Regions from separate parts of the Mus musculus genome. Here region 1 is linked to region 2. The links are chromatin contacts, called in public HiChIP or PLAC-seq maps. All regions are on one chromosome and are shown on one strand. Each heading gives the region's core, a stretch centred on a gene start, on an enhancer-like site or on the middle of the called end of the contact. The rest is flanking DNA. Distances are from core to core; before and after follow the strand shown.

The links. HiChIP or PLAC-seq counts read pairs in DNA pulled down with a chosen protein or histone mark.
Region 1: a contact with region 2 is called in an H3K4me3 HiChIP or PLAC-seq map of neural progenitor cells, with 44 read pairs. The contact joins the promoter of A830011K09Rik here to the enhancer-like site in region 2. A contact is called at or near these places in 1 of 39 promoter capture datasets (hippocampal neurons), 2 of 484 Hi-C or Micro-C datasets (cortical neurons and neural progenitor cells), 1 of 115 datasets of contacts at active chromatin or transcription factors (neural progenitor cells) and 4 of 9 other capture datasets (adipose tissue, embryonic stem cells, liver and 1 more).

Annotation. Positions count from the first base shown.
Region 1 is chr6:138,421,231-138,427,021 of GRCm38.p6, reverse strand. It overlaps A830011K09Rik (RIKEN cDNA A830011K09 gene), which reads right to left and starts at 3,917. Exons shown (of 4, transcript NR_126073.1): 1 at 3,657-3,917; 2 at 1,222-1,350. Lmo3 (LIM domain only 3) reads left to right here and starts at 3,992. Exons shown (of 4, transcript NM_001356306.1): 1 at 3,992-4,581.
Region 2 is chr6:138,361,956-138,367,628 of GRCm38.p6, reverse strand. Lmo3 (LIM domain only 3) reads left to right here. Exons shown (of 4, transcript NM_001356306.1): 4 at 1,582-4,711. The coding sequence ends at 1,687. Among named protein-coding and RNA genes, the nearest start is that of Lmo3, 58 kb to the left of the region's middle. Within about 2 kb of position 3,283, at least 3 of the 459 cell types and tissues checked have an H3K27ac peak or open chromatin away from gene starts, as enhancers often do. A contact at or near this core is called in neural progenitor cells, where this site is marked.

The sequences.
Region 1 (5,791 bases), core at 2,668-5,167, 59 kb before region 2:
TTTTGGAATGTTAGAAGGGTGAATGTGAAAAATTGGAGGTTGGGGATCTAATTACCCAACCATAATTGGGGGCTAGGGAATAAGTTTCAGTCCTCTCAACTCACCGCAGATCAATTATGTTAAGAGAACATCTGTAAGTAGAACTTAATGAGGTCCATTAGAGCCGTATGTACGGCCTCCTTTAACAGAACTTGTCAGCTTCTTGGATGAGCTGAAGGAAGCTGCTAACTAGGGACCTGGCGAGGTGTTTAAATACTGGAGGAGCCGCTCTGGCCCACTCAGGGTTTGTATGCAGTTCAGGAAGAAAGTAAGAAAGAGCAAAGCACACCAGAGCAAGGAGCAAGGCGAAGGCGGAAGCAAGAGGCTTTTTCTCTTGCGTGGCTGCTGCATCTCCAGGCGTGATGGTGGGAGAGTGTGAACAGGAGTCCTTGTCAACCTCACCCCTTCCTTGACTGACCACTTTGACTGTACCTGGACTTCTAGAGTGGGTGCTGTCTTCCGACTACCCAAAGCGACAACCTGTCTGATACTCCAACCTCCACAGAAGCATCTTTGGGACGCTACAGAAATCACTACTGAACATCCCCACACAAAAGTTATCTGTGGGGTGCGTCTTGCAAAAAGAGACGGCCGAAAACTTGAAGACTTGTTTAGAAACAGGCACACACATACACTGCTTTTTTTTGTGCAAGATCTCTTTTGAGCAAAGGTAAGTAATATATGTCTGATCACCCCCATGTAACCGTCTTCCTGCGTTCTGTGCCCCCCCCCCTCCCTCATAAAGAATCACAATAGAAAAGTCCAGGAAAAGATAGTCTACCTTCTTGGTATTTTATTTTATTTTATTTTTGTATTAGAGAATGTGGAATAGATTGAGTTAAACACTCTCATCAAATGTATAAGTAGCAGAAAGAAGGGGTAGGCAAAAGAAAATCGGGCCAAGAAGATGTAGCTCTCAATGGCAATCTTTTTGCAAAGATTTCCGAAGCATGTGTAATTAAAGTGGGTAGTTTACTCTCAGGAAATGAAGAAAGTGCTTGCCTGGCTGGATCCAACCTTTAGCTTGGCTGAGTAAACAAAACCACAAATTCTTCTTTCACTTTTTCTCCTTGGGAGGAGGGGCTGAGACTTTAGGGGTTACAGGGAGCCAGGAAAACAGGGGTTTGCTGAGGGTTAATGGTGTTTTTCACAAAGTGTCAGCAGAAGATGATTAAATTCCACCTCTTGTTCACCGGATCACTTTGTGTGCACTTGTATATTTCATTGTCGGCGACCACTGGCGATCACATCTGTGCGCATTAAGCATCAAGCCTCTTCATCTGCACGGGGGTTTTTCTGATGATTTTTTTTCTGTGAATAATTCATATGATTATGAAGAGAAAAACTGCTATTTTCTCTCTCTCTCTCTCTCTCTCTCTCTCTCTCTCTCTCTCTTCTGTGGCACAGATTAAAAAAAAATCTTGCTGTAAATTGCGTGATTGGGGAGATAGCCTGCTTTCAAATAATTTAATTCATGACAAAACCTAATTACTGTCAGGTAATACCCTGTCAGCTTTAATGCATTTCATCAGTCATAATGAAAAGAAGAGCATTTTATGACCCATCTAATTATCATTACATTTTAGGGGAAAATGAATGGCATGGAGCTGAATGTTAACTATTCCATTTTATTCTTTTACACATGTGGTTTAGCATATTATTCACTAACTTCACCCCCCCCCTCTCCCTCTCCCTCTCTCTCTCTACAAGTATGGGGTATATGCTAACCCAGAGAGGAAAAGGAGGATGGGGGGAGAGGAAGGGGATGGGATACAATTAGAGCTCTGGATAGTTGCCCTTTTTTAAGGTATCAAAGTGGTTAATGCCTTTGCAGGTTGGTGTTGATATGGGGGATCTTACTGCCACAGTCCAAAAGAGTACTAATTACTGCGAATGATGTCACCGTAGGCAGAGGAATAATCCCATCATTTAATTAGTTGAATGATTTAAACAAAGATTTGCATAGATGCACTCATCAGTTGCCATGAATTACGGAGAAGCAGTTGCCAGCGAGGGGTAACAGATCATACAGTTGGAGGGAAAAAAAACCTCATCCTCCTTGAACATAATTAATTTAATTGTCCTCATTAGCTGTGCCATTTGTTTTGATTTTATTTCTCCCTTTCCCCACACATACTTCTCCCTCCCTCCCTCTTTTCTTCTCAGTACATTGGCTGCTAAAGATAACAGGCAACACACACACACACACACACACACACATACACACACACCAGAGTGTTTTCAGAGTAGATCTGGCTGGAGGGTGGGGTAGGACAAGCAGGGAGCTGTGTGGATGTGTGTGTGTGTGTGTGTGTGTGTGTGTGTGTGTGTGTGCGTGCGCGCACGCCTGAGTACTAGGGCCAGGAAAAGCCAAAACTTAAGAAGTCTGCTTATAGACTGAACAGCTGAAGGGGTTCTCAGTAATCTTCCTGTCTGTGAATTTCGGTATTTTTCAGGTTAGTTCTGAGTTTTGTTGTCTTTGAAAGGGAGAAGAAAGCAAGCCACCTACTATTTTCTTAGGAGCCTTCTGAAGGTTGGGATTAAAAAATAAATTAGACCGGCTATGCCAGGACTTTGGATATAGGGAAGCATAATTTAACATAAATATTCAAGGGGGACTGCTTTAGTGTGTGTGTGTGTGTGTGTGTGTGTGTATATATATATATGTATATATATATATATATATAATTTGATAGATCGGATAGATAGATAGATAGATAGATAGATAGATAGATAGATATTAAAATTGATGTTACAGAAGTAGCAAAGTTTTTCTGTATTGTTTGAAGGGTGTTTTGTGGGTAGTGTTTTTTTGGGGTGGGTGGGTAGTTCAACAATTGATCCTGTCTTGGCACTGAGAGCATCACATCCAGTGTCATTCAAACTGGCACTATTTTTAAGCTTAACCTTTTGACAAGGCTTTGTGAGAGATGCTGAGAGGACCTTGATAGAGACACCAAAGTGGGCGATAGCTGAAGTTTAAAAACTTAGAAAAAGGAGATGGTTTAAAGCTACCAGTGACCTATAGAGCATCGGAGTGCAGGGAAGAGGTTAAGAGTAATGGGAAAAATTTAGAGGCAAAAATAAAAGGATGTACCCAGGCCTTAAAATAAGTGTATGAAGGCAGGGTGTAGGTGGGCAAGTGGCCAGGGGACCGGCTTAGTCCTGGAAGTCTGGCTCAGCTTCCTGGGGACTAACACTGAAGCAGGTTTCAAAGTCAAGTATTCACCTATCTGTAGTAAGTGTGTTTCAGTGGCCACTTTGGGTTCAGCACCTGGTATGGGGTACAAGTTCACAGTCTGACTCCTGGGGCCATTCGAGAGAGAGGAAAGGGTGTGTGGCACTGCCTGGCCTGAGTTTACATGACAAGGCATTCTGCACAGGGACTTCAGAGAGTTTCTAAACAGAATTCATAGCCCTGGAAACTGCAGACACCCCCAGACATTTACTAAAAGGAGGGCTGTGCAGTTTTCCAGTGTTCCCTGGTAGCACTTTGATTCCTTGGCTTTTATTTTAACTTCCTCCACTGGCACTGTCAGTAACAGATTTAGAGGGCAATTTGCTTTCATAGTCCCCATCCTATTCCAAAATGCCCCCGTTATTTTAGGAAGCCCTACCCTTCTCCTTTGGAGCTCTTTTGCAGTTCTTCTTGTGGGCGAGTCCTGGAGGTAGGGTCCTTCCAGAGTCCAGTCCTGCAGAGGTCACATTCTCTGTGTGATAGGCATGGGTGGGAGGGGATGTCCCCAGCGTTTGTCAGTAGCATATGCAATGGGTTGTGCTGACTGCACTCCCAGGCTTGTCAATTTTCACCCTGGGAAATTAGCAACAAAGCCTGGATCTGTCTCGTGGCTGCTTTTGCACTTTCCGAGGGCGGCTGTACTTGACTGAGCTGCGGAACAGACAGCAGAGACACAGCGAGAGAGAGAGAGAGAGAGAGAGAGAGAGAGAGAGAGAGAGAGAGAGAGAGAGAGAGAGAGAGAGAGCTCAAGCAAGCTAGCGAGCAAGGGAGCCAGCTAGAGGGAGGGAGAGAAGGAAGAGAGAGAAGAGGGAGGGGTGGGGGCGAGAGGTAAATACTCTTAAATCGGAAGGGAGCTGCCTTCACTGTGGATCTGACAGGCGCTGCCTGGGCTCCGAGGCGCTGTAATAACTGGGTGACCTTTTCTTGGGCTGTATTATGTCTGGCTGGGAAGGGATTGCATTTTGCGGCTGAGAGCCAGGGCTTCCTTCAGCTCGGGCTCCTCGCACACTGCTGGGGTAAGTTGTCAGGAGCCAGGACCAAGAGAGACATCCCCCGGACTGCAGTTGCCTAAAAGAAGGACACCTGTGGCTCGCATGCGGTCCACACTGGTACTTGGCGGATCCTGGAGGACCTCATTATTTTAAACTTAAAAAAATATATAGAGAGAGATTCTACCCCCCGGTTTTTTTTTTTCCTTTTTTTTTTTCAAACAATGTTTCTTTTTGACCTTTCCCAAGGAGAAGCGCTACCAAGCAGCCGCTGGGCTCATTGAACACCCTCCCCTGTATCGCTTAATTGAGAAGGTAAGTCAGGGGTTGTGTACTCACGCGTCGGCTTATTTGTGCTGTGTATGTCTGCTGGTGCGCGCGTGCGTGTGCGGATGTTGGGTGGCTTTTTTTTCTTCTTCTTCCCCATCCTCTCCCAAGAAGGCATAAAGTAAAGCTGCACCCGAACCATCCCCACCACCACTGCAACTTTCACCGGGCTGCAGGTCTGCAGAGAGGGTTTTGTGTTTGTTTGGTTCTGTTTAAATCATGGGAGGCATCATTATTTTTGTGATGAGACATGAAATAGATGTGGGGCGGAAGACGTGGATGCCGGAGGAAGAGAGTGGAGCGCGCGGCTGCAGCGCGACGCAACATCTCAAGTAGGAGTCTAGTGCATAATAGACAAAGTTCATTGGGAGCTGCAACATTCGCACACCCTGACTCTGGAAGAGGGGTTGGGACAGTTTGCAAAGGTTGGGGGCGGGGTGTTGCTACCAGGCTAAGGGAAGTGATATCAGTCTTGGGTATTTTCCCAGACCTTTCTACACCTGCTTGATGAAATGTATGCCTGCCACCCCCAAGAAAGAGTTGAAATTACAACCTTGTTTTTGTCTACACCCCTGCTTCTCCCAATGCAACCTTAATATCAAAACACTGCTTCTGTGTGTTGCAAAAGTGACTGTGTCGTGTTCAGTGGACATAGGTTCCTTGTACCCAAGTGTCTGCATCTTAACAGGGAGAGAGAGAGAGAGAGAGAGAGAGAGAGAGAGAGAGAGAGAGAGAGAGAGAGAGAGAGAGATTCAGCACATTTTAACCGGGGCTACTCAGATTGCTGTTATGAAACACAAGTCAGATTTATGATCTTTTTCATACCGAACACGATATGCTATGCTAACACTGCGTGTGACGGTTTAATCAAATCCATTTGTTACTAGGAAGCTAAAAGGGGCCGCTGGGATTTTAGGATTACAGGCAGAGTGAGGGAAGCATGTGGCTTTGTCATTCGCCATCATTTTACACGCTCCCTCGTCCCTTCCCCCACTGCCTGCCTCCCTAGCCACTAGACCCCAGCTCCCAAAGTGGCTTCACAATAGTGGATCCTGGGCCCTGCATGCTGCTCACCAGATCCACGCTTGGGCCCCAGATCCGAGTGATTCCCTTTTCTACTCTCTGCCTCCGGGCTTGGTGCTCCATGCGAAGCTGCAGCGACTCAGGCACGCCTCAGTCAACTCATGCAGAAACAAGA
Region 2 (5,673 bases), core at 2,034-4,533:
TGCAATATTTAAAGCATATAGGCTAAATCTGGGGGGGAGGAAAAGAAGAAGGAGGAAAAATATATTCAAAGTACCAAACTTAAATGTGCGTCTTGTCCAGTAAGTGCAGCTGCAAACAAATCCAGGATTTCAAGACCAGAGCTGAGCATCTACTTTAAACCAACATCAGCAGCAGGCAGTAATCCTGGGGAAAAAGCAAATTCCACAAATAAACAGACCAATTTTCCTTTAAGAGGAGAGCTAATTCTTTTCAATCTAGTTTTTTTATTACACTATTTTCCCCCTCTATCTACTTAGCTGGTATAAGGGATAAATTTCCAAAGCTGCCTGGATGGAAAATAAATAGATTCACTGTTTGTCTAGAATTCCAATCTTTGCAAATGTAAATCAGTCCAAGTGCCCCTCATTTAAACCTTCAACTTTGCAGAGCATTAAAGGGTGGCTTCCACGATGCAATTTAATCCATCCACTAAGATTTCTGCCAGAGCATCATTCTGAGTTGACTATCTGATAAAGAATGACCACCACCACAAAAGGTCACAGGGTCAGCCTCAATAATTACAAAGAGTTGGTCTCAGTCAACTCTACTAAACACCGCTGTTTGAACTTTAAATTGCTACATATATATGCATATATATGTGTGTGTGTGTGTGTGTGTGTGTGTGTGTGTGTGTGTGTGTGTATACACAAATCTGGCCAGAGTTAGTTTATTGTTAAATGTACTGAAAACAGCACAAGTATTTATTTCTGACCTTAATTGTGTCCGGAGTGTTACCCACTGGGAAACTATATAAAAAGTGTATTATTAAGAACATTACAGTCTTGCACTTTAAACAGTGTTTTATAAACTAAGATGCATAATTAGCTGCTGCTAGGTGGTTTTATTTAATCACATCAACATTAAGAAGTTGATCCAGGTTACTCTCTTTGGTTTAATGAGGAGCACTCCAGGTAGTGATGTCTACTGTCATTTCCTAACTGGGGAATCTGCCGCAGAGTAAGATAGCTCAGGCTCAGGCTTACACTCGCCTCTTCCACTGGACAGCAGGCATGGGACCATGGACTTGACCAGTAAGAATCTGTGTTGTTTTAATTTTTCTCTACTGCAGGTATATATGGATCAAGGATTTCTTCTCTTTTTTAAAAAATAGAAATATTTATTTCATGTATATAATTACATTATAGCTGTATTCAGACACACCAGAAGAGGGCATCTGATCCCATTACAGATGGTTGTGAGCCACCATGTGGTTGCTGGGAATTAAACTCAGGACCTCTGGAAGAACAGTCAGTGTTCCTAACCGCTGAGCCACCTCTCCAGCCCCAAGTATTCCTTCTCGCCAATGTGGTAAGGAAAGGAAAAACTAAGAAGGGAGGAAAGGAGGGATAACAACGTGGGTGCCGAAAAATTTACCTCGCCGATCCTAGAAAATATGCATATATGAAGGTGATTTTAGACACTGTATGCACGTGTGAATTAGCCAAATAAAACAATTTTAACTTTCATGATGAAAGTAACTTCCCATGACAGTCTTTCGGATTTCAAGTAGTCTTAACACACTTTATTCTTTTTCTTTTCAGATTTTGTGTCGGAGACAAATTTTTCTTAAAGAACAATATGATTCTTTGCCAGACAGACTACGAGGAAGGCCTCATGAAAGAAGGCTATGCACCCCAGGTCCGCTGAGCCCGCAGCAGCGTCTCCCCAACAATGCAAAGCACTACATCCTTTTATCTTTTTTGCTCACGTGTATATAAGAATCAATCGACACAGGAACCTGCTGAATAGGGTAGCGGTAGGTGAGCAGGATGGCCATGTGGAGGAGAAGGTGGACTGCATCTGTATGTAGTGAAATTGCCCCCGTTCAAGAGTTGAATGTTCATTATTAAAGAGAGAAGTAATGTATATATTGCTGGATTTTTTTGCCTGCCATTCGTTTTTTTGTGTCACTTGGCATGAGATGTTTATTTTGGACTATTGTATATAATGTATTGTAAATCCAAAGCACAAATGTAATACAGTTTTATTGTGTTACCATTTGTGTTTGGTTTGCTTCTTTGTATTGTTGCATTTAGTACAATCAGTGTTTCAACTTACTGTACATTTATGCTTTCTGTGTCTGCCAGCTATTTTCAGCGAGCTGTACCTTTCTAGTAAGAATTGAAGAGCAAACCTCCACAATGACACACAGATGAAGCAAGACTATCGACGTTAGAAAGGCAAAAATAAGCAAGTAAACAAACAAAAAAGCAGTTAGTGACATCTGCTTCTTACGGCTACAACAGCTTGGTGTAGCGCCGCGTTCTTGTCATAACCCCCTATTTTCAGGGGGCTAAAGATCAGCTTTAAAAAATGATAACGATTTCAGCTTAAAGCACTTTCGTTTTATGCCAACGTGAAAAGTGCCATTCTTAAAATGACTTTAAAGCTTAGTGACGTCCTCCAATGTCCTTTACCGAGCTCCTTACCATCACTATTAGATTTATTCTACTTTTGTTTTTCCAGCCACACGCCCTATTTGAACTAGTGCCTTTGGGTAGCATGTGAACAACTTCCAAAGGGTTATTCTAAATGAGAACGGTATTACCCCAGTCACGACATAATTTAAAAGTTTTCAACTTCTTGTGTAAATGTTGTCCAGATTTCTCCCTAGGAGATGAGGGCTTTGTGTCCGTGGTTAATGAGCTGATGGCCCGGAACAGGCTTGAGGGTGCGTCTCCTGAAGTCGGGATGCTGCCCACTGAAATTCTGATGGCTGAGTCGCCCTGGGATCTGCTCACAGCCTTGGAACTGTCTGTACAGAAACCGAGAAGAGAAGTAGAGAGATTGGTAAAAAGTTGAGAGCTGCTTGGTGATGATGTATTTCGCCTGCCATTTACTTTAATCTTTAAAACACTTTGAATTTGCTGTCACACTTCCTCGGTCCCTCCTGATCACTGCCATCTTCCAACTCAGATTATGTAACACTTGGGCTAAAATCTATCCCCTTTATTATTATTATTATTATTATTATTATTATTTCATTTTGTTTTTTAATGGTGTTTCCCCCTTATTTAAATGATAGCTGATGAAGAAGAATGTTCTAGAAACAGAAACTGTGGGAAATGATTACTTAAATTGCAATTAAGGAAATAAAACCAAGAATACAGCTTCCTCTTCTGCTCACACTCTGTTCATTTTGCATTGTGCAGTGAGACCACTTTGCAAACCCACTCCATACAGACACAGTGTACCGTATTTGCTCCCAAGAAAAGTCAACACTGCGGTTTTACTTAGTTTGTTCTCCATTGTTGTACAGGAAATATCTCCCACTGTTACTTGTATTAACCATTTCCCCAGCCAGTGTCCCTGTTACAGATGGTGATTAAATGCCATCCCGACATTCTTGGTCTGGGGCCAAAATCTAATCTGAAATCGGTGCTGGTGTGGCTTTGAGTCATTTCGAAGCATGAGTTTATTAGGAGAACATATGAGGATCTTAATGTCACCTTTTGCAGAAACAAAAGGTTCTGTAAAAATTGAATAATAAGCATATTTTGTAAATGCCTCATTGTGAAGAATGTGAAACTCCCACATGCCCAAATTCGAGGTAGAATGAAGAATTGCAAAGCTGTCCTCTTGTGGTCCGCAAGACGATCCTCACTGCTCTCTCAGCCCCACAAACTTGCTTTGTGATTAGCTATGACAGTAAAATACACAAAACAAAACCTGGAAGAGAGAAGATACAGAGGGCGGGTGTGGGGGAGATGCAAGCAAGAAGTAGTTTCTAATACACAGCCCTGCTAGTTCCTGCTAATAGTTATTTAAGGTTTTACATAAAGTCTGTCTACATATTTTTCAAATGATCCTCAGTTTTTCCCATCAAAATGAGTTTTCAGATTGTCTCTGACAGGTCAAAACGTGTGTCGGTGGAAACAAACTTTTCTCAGTTTCTGAAAGCTCTTCAGCTATCCTTGCCTTGCCCAAACCAAACAGGATCTACATTGCTTTGGCTTAATTTGGGGGGAAATTGTTCACCTGGATTAAAAGCTAAAGCCTTAATCTTTTTTGATTATCTTTAATCTCCATGAAATTGTGAACCAAGAAAAGGGGTAATTTTCCAGCTGTAAGGTGTTTCCCAGCTACTTGGCCACAGTTAGTAGCATTTTTTTTTGACATGAAGCATTAAGTTAGTTTTGCTGAGAACTCGGGGCCCCTGATTTTGCCTCAATTCTTCTCTTTGTGTTGTGCAGCCCTTGTGTCATGGTATCTGATGCTGTGGTCAGACGCCTGCCACAGTTTTGATTTCTCAGGCTGGGGAAGTTGTCCTCCTAGCATCTCTGCAGGCTACTTCTGACGAGGGGCCAGTCAACCCCCATCCCACCAGCTTGCTCAGCTTAAGGGACGACCAACGTTTGTGACTTCACTTTCATCTTGCTTAATAAAGATCTGGACTCTTTTATTATTATTATTTTTTGTTTAATTTGGATTCATGTTTACAATCAATCACTGTTGATTGCGCTTAACTGGCAAAGACGAAGGTGGTCTGAAGAAAGCATGTGCTGTCCACAGGAAAATGCAACCTTATGTCCCTCTCTAAACCCAAATCCCAACAAGCCTGAGGAAGCCATAGCAGCTGCTCCTTTCCCTGAGACTGCTGGAGATTCCTGAAGGAGGAGGCTCTCTGCCATTGTACTTATGTGAGAAATAAATAAAATTGTCCGAAATGAATTTCTGGCTATGATTTTTGTGCATGTCCATATATTTTTAGTGATCTTGCTGAAAGTGACTGTGTTGCTGCTGTCAGCAGACAAATTTCAAGTTCTCTATAAAGAGAATCAAAACCATAAGCTCCAGTAAACACTGTTTTCAGGGAAGACACGTGGCACCTGGGAGGTGACAATGGAAGTTCTGGTAAGACATCCAGCCACAAACAGTTCTCTTTTAACTATCACGTTAGGCAGATCGCTCTGTGAATCATCACTTAAACCGTTTCAGAGAAATGTGGCAGGCCAAACATGCTTAGTGTTCATTTCAGTAAGTTGCAAAAACAATCTGCATGTTTATTGTACTAGGCCATTAACACAGAACACAATTTAAGCAAAAGCCTTTCCATCATTACTTTTTCTTAAAAATACCATTATACATGATTTTTGTTTTACATGTGATTTTTAACTCCATTCAAGGTTGTAGGAAACAAAGGATTGTGTGAGTCACTATTTCGTTGGATTTTACTGAATGCCTACTGTGTGTCAGGCCTTACCTTGTGTACTTGGTTACCTACTGACACAAGGAGACAGACCTCTGGTACCTGTCCTTTAAATATGTCTTTTTGAGTGTTAGCACTCATTTTCAACTTACCCATGATGAGCACACAAATATGAATCGCTTCTTCTAACGACTCAGCATGTCATTGGTGTGAAAGACTCAGAAAATATCTCAAGTAATCGATGTGTTCAGAGAATTATCTCACCCGAATTACTCATTAACTCAATAGCACATAATAAAAAAAGAACATCAATTAATTAATGAGTCACCCTCAGATTGCTTTGATTATTACTAAGCTCGGTTGAAACATTGGTTATGAATAGAGCTCTCTCCTTATTCATTGTTTGCAATTGGGCCATTATTTGGCTAAAATCAGTTTCATATTTAGCACATGCCTGTAGATAATTGTGTGATTAGTATCATAA